2 separate regions of the Mus musculus genome follow, and region 2 is linked to region 1. A link is a contact called in public HiChIP or PLAC-seq data. All regions are on one chromosome and are shown on one strand. Each heading gives the region's core, a stretch centred on a gene start, on an enhancer-like site or on the middle of the called end of the contact. The rest is flanking DNA. Distances are from core to core; before and after follow the strand shown.

Region 1 (3,885 bases), core at 297-2,796:
TCTCTGTCTATGTGTGTGTGTGTGTGTGTGTGTGTGTGTGTGTGTGTGTGTGTGTGTGCGCGCGCGCGCGCGCACTGCGTACTTGTTTGAGGATGCTAAGAGACCACCCTCCACAGACATTCCTCAGAAGCTATCCTAACTTGTTTTTGAGGACCTGGGGCTGGTTGACTGGGCAGGCTAGTTGGTCAGAGAGCCCATCAATCTGCTTACTTCAGCATCCCCCAACACTGGGATTGAAATCACAAGCTTCCACACACGTTGTTTAGCCTGGGTGCTAGGAATTGAACTCAGGTCTCATCAATGCATGATAAGCACCTTTCGGACCCAGCTGTCTCCCCCTCATATTCTTTTAAGTATTTTTCTACCTTTTTTTTTTTTTGGTTGTCAACCCATAGGGCTGGCCTGTCCCCTATAGAATTCAGACTTACATTCTAGGAACAAAGGAAATAATTGTAGCTTGGCAGGGTGGTGCAGGCCTGAGATCACAGCACTCTGAGGTCGGAGGCAGGTGGGGGATGGTGGGATGGTGTGAGTTCCAGGCCAGTCTGAGCTGCATAGCAAGTCCCTGTCCCAAAAGAACAAAAAGTGCAAAAGTGATCTGTTGTTGTTGCTTATTTTAGGGGGAAAGAGGGTCTAGAAGACAGAACCACATTGGGGACCAATTCAGCTGCGGGGTTGGCACTGAGAAGTGAGGCCTGAGGGTCCCACAAATTCAATGCTACTCTCCTGGGGCTGTAGTGGTGGAGATAGGCAAGAGCATCAGATAGCCAAGGAGAAAGGAGTGAGAAGAGCCCCGCCCCCTTCAATTACCCATGCTCTATTTGTCCAGTGATCTAGGCCACTGAAAAGACCAGCAGCCACAGAGTTAAATTTATACCCCCTGTTTTTACATAAAGATGCGGGTTCTACCTCCTCTACTGAAGAAAACCCACAGTTCTCAGATCACCTTCCCAAGCCCCGCCTTCTGAGGATGGCTTTGTTTACCTGTAAGCACCAGGCTCTTAAATAAATTCCAGCAGCCAGCTCAAAATAAGCCCGTGCTTGGCGCTGATGGATTTATTTTCCCTTTGCTACAGCAGGCACGGACCACTTCTGTGTGGGGGAGGAGAGGGGAACGACAACGCAGCAGCTTGCCCGGGACTTCAGGGCCTGCCTGGCAACCAGCCTCTCTGCCCCTTCTGCAGCTTGGGCCTGACTACCTAGCTACTGAATAGTCGGATGGGAAGGGTTCAATTCAGGGTTTGCACTTTCCCAGCCATTAGCCAGCTGCCAACGCATTTCATTATCTTTGGAGAGTTTGTACATCAAAGAGAGCCCCAAACAGTGTGATCGAGTGGAAGTAACAGCGCCTGGTCAACATTGAAACTGGAAGCATTTTTTTTCTCCCTTCATGGATATAATGCCATCTGGCACCCAGGAACAGCAAAGGCCAGTGATGGAAAAACCCCACCTCCCTGTTTTGCTTATTGGTGTAACAGCTAATCCTGATAAAGGACATAGAGAGATTGCCTTGTGACTATCTTGTATATCTATTGTCTTACCCAACAGCCAAAAGCAAAGGTTGCTCGCTGGATTGCCAAATGGGTTGGGAAGAGAGGAACTTAAGGGAGTTCCTATTTGTCTTTTTGCCTATCGAATTGCTTACACTTACACACACACACACACACACACACACAGAGAGAGAGAGAGAGAGAGAGAGAGAGAGAGAGAGAGAGAGAGAGAGAGAGGAAAATGAGCTCTTCTTCCTAGAAGTCTTCTAAGGAGTAGCCAGCTTTGAAAGTCCCTTACTGGAATCTCTTGCTGTCACATAACTTCTTAACATCTGCTGTAAAAGCTTGGTTTTGGATTCTTTTGAAAAAATCCTCTCCTTGCCCTCCAGGATTTTAGATTACAGCCCACCAAATCTCCCACCACCACTGAAATCACTGTTCTCTTACAATTAAGGAGACAAAAAGAATCCAAAGACTGGCTGAGAGAGAGGCTGAGTAAACTTGAACTCAGTGCACAGGGCATTTAGGCAACATGTTTGCTGGGTAGGTGATTTTCAACTAGAAAATGGAGAGGTGGGGCAATGTGAGTCTCTCATTGCTTTCATTATTTTGACATCAGTCTTCCAAACAGAGGAAACAACCTCCACTTGGACAATTGTCTGCTCCGCTGAGAGGAGGACAAATGTCCGATTTATGGGATTTCATTTGTATGTTTTTTTTGTTTGTTTGTTTGTTTGGGTTGGGTTTTTGCAAATGTGCACAGTCAATTGTGTACTGCCACTGTATAGAAACTCTTCAGTGATTCCTGCCCCCCCAGTCATTACATCAACTCCTTCCTTCTGACCAACTCTCTGCTCTCCACCCACCCCTTCCATCTCTGTGAGGGGAAAAGTCTGATGTCTTGAGTTAAGATAGTTCCTCCTGGAGGAAAGTCACATCAAGACAGGATTGTGCCATTTAGGCTTAAGCAACCTAAGAAGTCTTCAGAGAATGGAAGCCTCCTAAGGCAGCTGTCCCTGTACACAAGTGGCTCTCAACTTTCCTAATCCTACAACCCTTTAATTGTAGTTATGTTATGATGACCCTCGGGTTATGGAGACACCCCCAACCATAAAATTATTACCTTAGTACTTATTAACTATAATTTTGCTATTATTATGAACTATAATATAAATAGTTTTGGAGAGAGATGGTTACCAACCGGAGCCATGACCCAAGGGTTGAGAACCTTTGCTATACACAGATGTGACAATTATGATGATTTTAAAAGTAAGTAGGTACCTACTTTGTATGCCCCAGTACAGGGGAACGCCAGGGCCAAAAAGGGGGAGTGGGTGGGTAGGGGAGTGGGGGTGGGTGGGTATGGGGGACTTTTAGTATAGCATTGGAAATGTAAATGAGCTAAATACCTAATAAAAAATGGAAAAAAAAAAAGAAAAGAAAAGCAATGGCTTGTGGCATGTCTTCAGGTCTACTTTTGATATCACTTCATCTGCTGAGTGCTTTTTCTGATTATTCTGGACTTGAGGTTGAAGCATTTAAAAGATGCGAGGATCTGCAGTTTGCCCGCTCTGACTGCTGAAGCACGGAGCTCCCGCTTGCTCTGACAGGCTGAGTAACCAATACTTAACCTGCAAAGGAGTGGACAGCAGAGCAGCGAGTAAGAAAGCAATGCTGAATTCCTTCCTTAAAATGTTGCAAACCAGCTGGGCATGGTGGCGCATGCCTTTAATGCCAGCACTTGGGAGGCAGAAGCAAGTGGATGTCTGAGTTCAAAGCTAGTCTGGTCTACAGAGTGAGTTCCAGGACAGCCAGGGCTACACAGAGAAACTCTGTCTCAAAAAAAAAAAAAACAAAAACAAAAACAAAAACAAAAAAAAAAAAGAAAGAAAGAAAAAAGTTGCAAACCTCTAACTCACCAATGCTAGGAATTATAGGACACAAAATCATAAAATCATTTCTATAGAGTTTATGGGCTTTGTCCTGAATCAGGGTCTCAGATAGCTCCAGGCTAGCCTCAACTCAGTACCTAGCTGAGGGTGATCCTGATCCTCCTGCCTCTACATCTCTAGTGCTGGGATTACAGACTTGAGTTTCTACATCCACAGTTTATGTGATGCTGAGGACCAAACACAGATCTTCCTGGATGCTATAGGCAAACACTCCAGCCACTTACAGCCCAGCCTGTATTTCCAGTTTCTGAACAGAAGTTAAGTTTCACAAAACTAATAAACTATTTCACCATTTCGTCCACAATCATTCTACCTTTCCCCCTGAAACCGAGTAAGTTTTCCTCGGAACTCCTCAAAAGGAGACCCGGTTCTGTGCCAGTGTGGTGGCTGGGAAGGGGATGAGCAGCACGCTATATTGCAAGGTCTATTGCAGGAAAGATACA
Region 2 (3,874 bases), core at 152-2,651, 310 kb before region 1:
CCCATCGCTGTCAGTGGTGACACAGAGCATGGGTTGGATTCTTGCTATGAAACAATTCTTCATTGAGAACAAACAGCAATGGAAAGTGATTTACCCTGCTTACTCCACATATTCATACTTTATTTATCATTGCAATTAGTTCCATGCATATCAGAAGGAAGGAGTGCCCACTACATTGTCTGCAGAATGGATAGATATCCCCCCCAAAAAATACTTTTAAAGTAGTCATTAATAACTTTTATTTAGAAATATGAGGAGAGGGACAAAGAAAACAGTATTACTAGAGTATGAGTACACATCTATTGAAATGATTCCAACACATGTCTAAAAACAAAGGAAGAAAATGAAAAGTGGGAGAGGAGGTTTGATGAGGAAAAAGTGTGGAAGCAATGAAAAACAAAGTGGGTAGTTTTAGGGCCTGAGAGACAACCCACCCTCATGCATTAATGATACAGTCATTATGCTTGCCTCCGTGCGTGCGTCCGATGGTCTCAGTACCGAGGTATACTGTTAATTGGGGTTTATGCACCTCTGAGTCAATTAACTTTGTTTTATTAATGCATAATTCAATATTGTTATGTATAGCAAAACCCTTAAAAAGGATTTTTGTAATTCCTCCTTGGGATGTGGCCTGAAATATTTCAAGGAAACACCCACTGTCAAGTGCGTGAAAATGAATAATTATGGGAGCCCTAAAACCCCACAGTTGAGCAGACAAGACAGCTGCTATTATTAAGCACTGCAAATTGAAAGTATGGGTCCTATCATTACAAGAACAAAGACATTGCTGGGATAATTATGGAAACGCTATAGCTCCGTTTTTCTGCTAATGCTTCTGGTAGAATGTTTAAAAGCCTCAAAAGGTTAGGAGAGAGAGCTTCGTTTCTGAATCTCGTTACTCACTTCGATGAATGCATTTTTCTACCAATTGTAGTCATAACGGAGCTTGAGATCCCTGCTTCACTAAGATAAGAAAGCAAGAAATTAAATGATAATAAACATCGTGTGGGCTCGGTGGGGGGGATATTGTTTAATGTCAGCGGTGACTGAAACCACCTTCTAGATGACTGAGGCTTTGTTGGCCTCCTCTGTTTATATTAATTTCTCCTTTTCAAAGGCCATTATCTTAAATTGCATGTTATATAACTCGAGCCGCCTCCCTCCAGCCCACAGAACCACTTCGAAAGCAACTTGATGATGCATATTGTCGGGGGGGGGGGGCGGGGGGGGAGTGGAAATCACTCCTAGGCTTAGCATCCAAGGAAGATTACAATCTTGAGACTGTAATGGGAATGGATTAGACTTTGTACAATTTCCTTTTGTCACGTGAATTGAATCCCGTTGTGTTCTTTTCTATGCTGCCTTCAATCACTGTCTCGCACACAAAAATGATCTTTGAAAGTGTTAGCGTCCCTTAAGCTACCCTGGCCTGCTTTTAAGACAGCCAGAAGCTTACTGTTTGATTGGCTCTGGCTTCCCCCTCTGTGAAAACAAAACAAGGAGAGTCAAACAAGCCTGCCTAACAGATGATAGAACCCTGCAAAAAAGCAACCCCCCCCGCCCCCCTTTTTGCCTCAGGCAGCTCCAGCAAGGACGGTTGAGATTTTCATGTTGATCACATGCTAAAAACAAATTGAAAGGAAAGGGAGAGCATGACCACATAAATCCAGTCCTGCGCCAGCAATTGTAGTTCCTTCCAGAGAGAAAATGAGGCACCATGGACGTCCCTAACTGCACACAATATGGCTTCAAGTTTCCAGAGACCACAGGTTTTCCCTCTCCTGTCAGGCTCTCCACGTGCTCGCTGCTTCCAAGGTTAAAACGGAGCCATTCAGACATCAGTAGCATCTATGGACTTTGATAGTGCCTTGAACTGACCAACAGCAAAAGAGGAAACAAATATGCCTGTTAACGCTGGAAGTGAGAGGCTCCCTGCTTCAGAGCTAGATTCTGTTTTGATCTCTGGGGTCTTTGATGTTGGGCAGAATTGCTGCTGCCTGCAACAAGGTCCTCGGGACTTTGGGTGCATGCAAATTAAACTCATTTGGTTGAAGTTGAAAAGGAAGCTATTTTTGCTACTTATTTTTGATGTATGGATCTCATGGAACTATAACCACCAATAAATAACTGATTTCCTCAAATAATATCCGTAAAATTTTCCACATTAAAGTACACACACATTCTTTCAAAACTATATGCTTTCACTAAGTTGAAAAACTGAAGCTGTTCGCATTTTATTATCTGCTCCAAGTGGCTTGAGCTATCCCAATTTATGTAGAATGCTAGAACATTCATTTGTTGAGACAAATGTCTCAAGTAGCAATGAAGAAGGTGTGATTTAAGGACTAGGAAGCCAGAGGTGATACTATCTTGGATCTGTGAGGTGTGTTCACCACGTGGGATCCAAAATCAGCTTGATCTTTGAACTGATTTTACTCTGTGCTGTTCTTGGTAGGCTCAGACTTAAGTTGTAGCACATGTCCCTATAGAAACTACAAAACATTTCTGAGAGGATAAAATGGTTTTATACTTACATTCTTTGGTAAACTTGGAATTGAGAGTCAGCATCAGCTACACAATCCCACGGGAATGAAACTAATATGGTGGCAAACTAGTCTGAAAGAGTCTCCTTCAAGTCCTGTTCGCTGATTAGCCCTGATCTCTCTCAATATAAAAACTGATGAGACTGAAGTACCAACTGAGAATATTAACACATGTGCCACTTAATGACAGGGACACTTGGAGATTTACAGGTTTAGCAGTGTGCAGAAATCAAGAATGAACTTAAATGAAAGTAGGGAAAAGTAGAGGATATGGTCCACTCAATGTGTCCCTAATGCAATCAGGAGAGAATCACAAGATGCCCGAGGCTTACTCTGGCCAGAACACAGCAACATCATTCCAGAGCTGCTTTTTTTTATTATTATTATTTCTTTTTATAATGAAGAGAAGAATAACACTCTAAAATAAAATAAAACTTACATAACATTAAATACCCAAGTCAGTAATGACTGTTTCAAAACCTTCTAGTATTATATATCGTTTGCAAGTCTCAGAGCCAGATACTCATATACCTGGCATCACAGTAGGTGTGCTGACCACAGCTTAGTAACTCATTGCACTAAAGCATGGTGGTGGCTATGAAGTCACAAAGCGATGGGATATGGTATCTCCCCTACCATCTATAGAATTAAGATCATTTATGGCTGGCATTGACTGAAGGGCTATTATGTGGCTCAGGATACTAATAGCAATCTCTTTCCTGTAAGAGGCTCATTTTAAGGGCTTCACATGTGGATTCTCTTACAGCATGATTTCACTTATTGAGGAAATATTTCTATACTCCTGCATCAGATAAAGCCAAGGCTTGAAGACCCACTCTTCACTCATGTTGGCTCAGCTACTAATGCTCATTTTGTCTATTATTTACTAATGTCTATCACATTAACTGACTCATAGAGTTAACTCTCCAAGGCCTTTCAAGACACTAGCTGATTTTTCAGTAAAAAAATAAAAAAAAAAATCATGTTAGTTACAAAAGTCTTTGTACAAGGTTGGTGACAGGAGAGTGAAGCCACAGGACTCAGTACAACAACTATTCCTTTTGCATTTCAGGTACCAGAGGATCCTGTGGGTTGCCACAAGACAAGAAACAGGATGATAACCTGAAATAGACACAGAGCTATTGCTATAATTGCCTGTCTAGAAGTTAGGTAAATCATCTAAACTGTAAGGTGGGAAATTTCTCTTATTACATAAATCAGAGTCTAAACACTTTTTTAAATGGGCATATACCTTCTGTTAATACATTTATTGGTTTTGGTCCTATTTCATAATTGTTTTGACATGGTGAGCAGGACTCGTCCTCTAACAT

Evidence for each region. HiChIP or PLAC-seq counts read pairs in DNA pulled down with a chosen protein or histone mark.
Region 2: a contact with region 1 is called in an H3K4me3 HiChIP or PLAC-seq map of embryonic basal ganglia, with 4 times the contacts expected there. The contact joins two enhancer-like sites. A contact is called at or near these places in 5 of 115 datasets of contacts at active chromatin or transcription factors (differentiating embryonic stem cells, embryonic basal ganglia, embryonic forebrain and 2 more).

The regions. Positions count from the first base shown.
Region 1 is chr10:96,643,887-96,647,771 of GRCm38.p6, reverse strand. No RefSeq gene overlaps it. Among named protein-coding and RNA genes, the nearest start is that of Btg1, 29 kb to the right of the region's middle. Within about 2 kb of position 1,546, at least 107 of the 459 cell types and tissues checked have an H3K27ac peak or open chromatin away from gene starts, as enhancers often do. A contact at or near this core is called in embryonic basal ganglia and embryonic forebrain, where this site is marked.
Region 2 is chr10:96,953,233-96,957,106 of GRCm38.p6, reverse strand. It overlaps Gm33981 (a long non-coding RNA gene), which reads left to right. Exons shown (of 3, transcript XR_380715.2): 2 at 3,616-3,734. Among named protein-coding and RNA genes, the nearest start is that of Gm33981, 3.7 kb to the left of the region's middle. Within about 2 kb of position 1,401, at least 45 of the 459 cell types and tissues checked have an H3K27ac peak or open chromatin away from gene starts, as enhancers often do. A contact at or near this core is called in embryonic basal ganglia and embryonic forebrain, where this site is marked.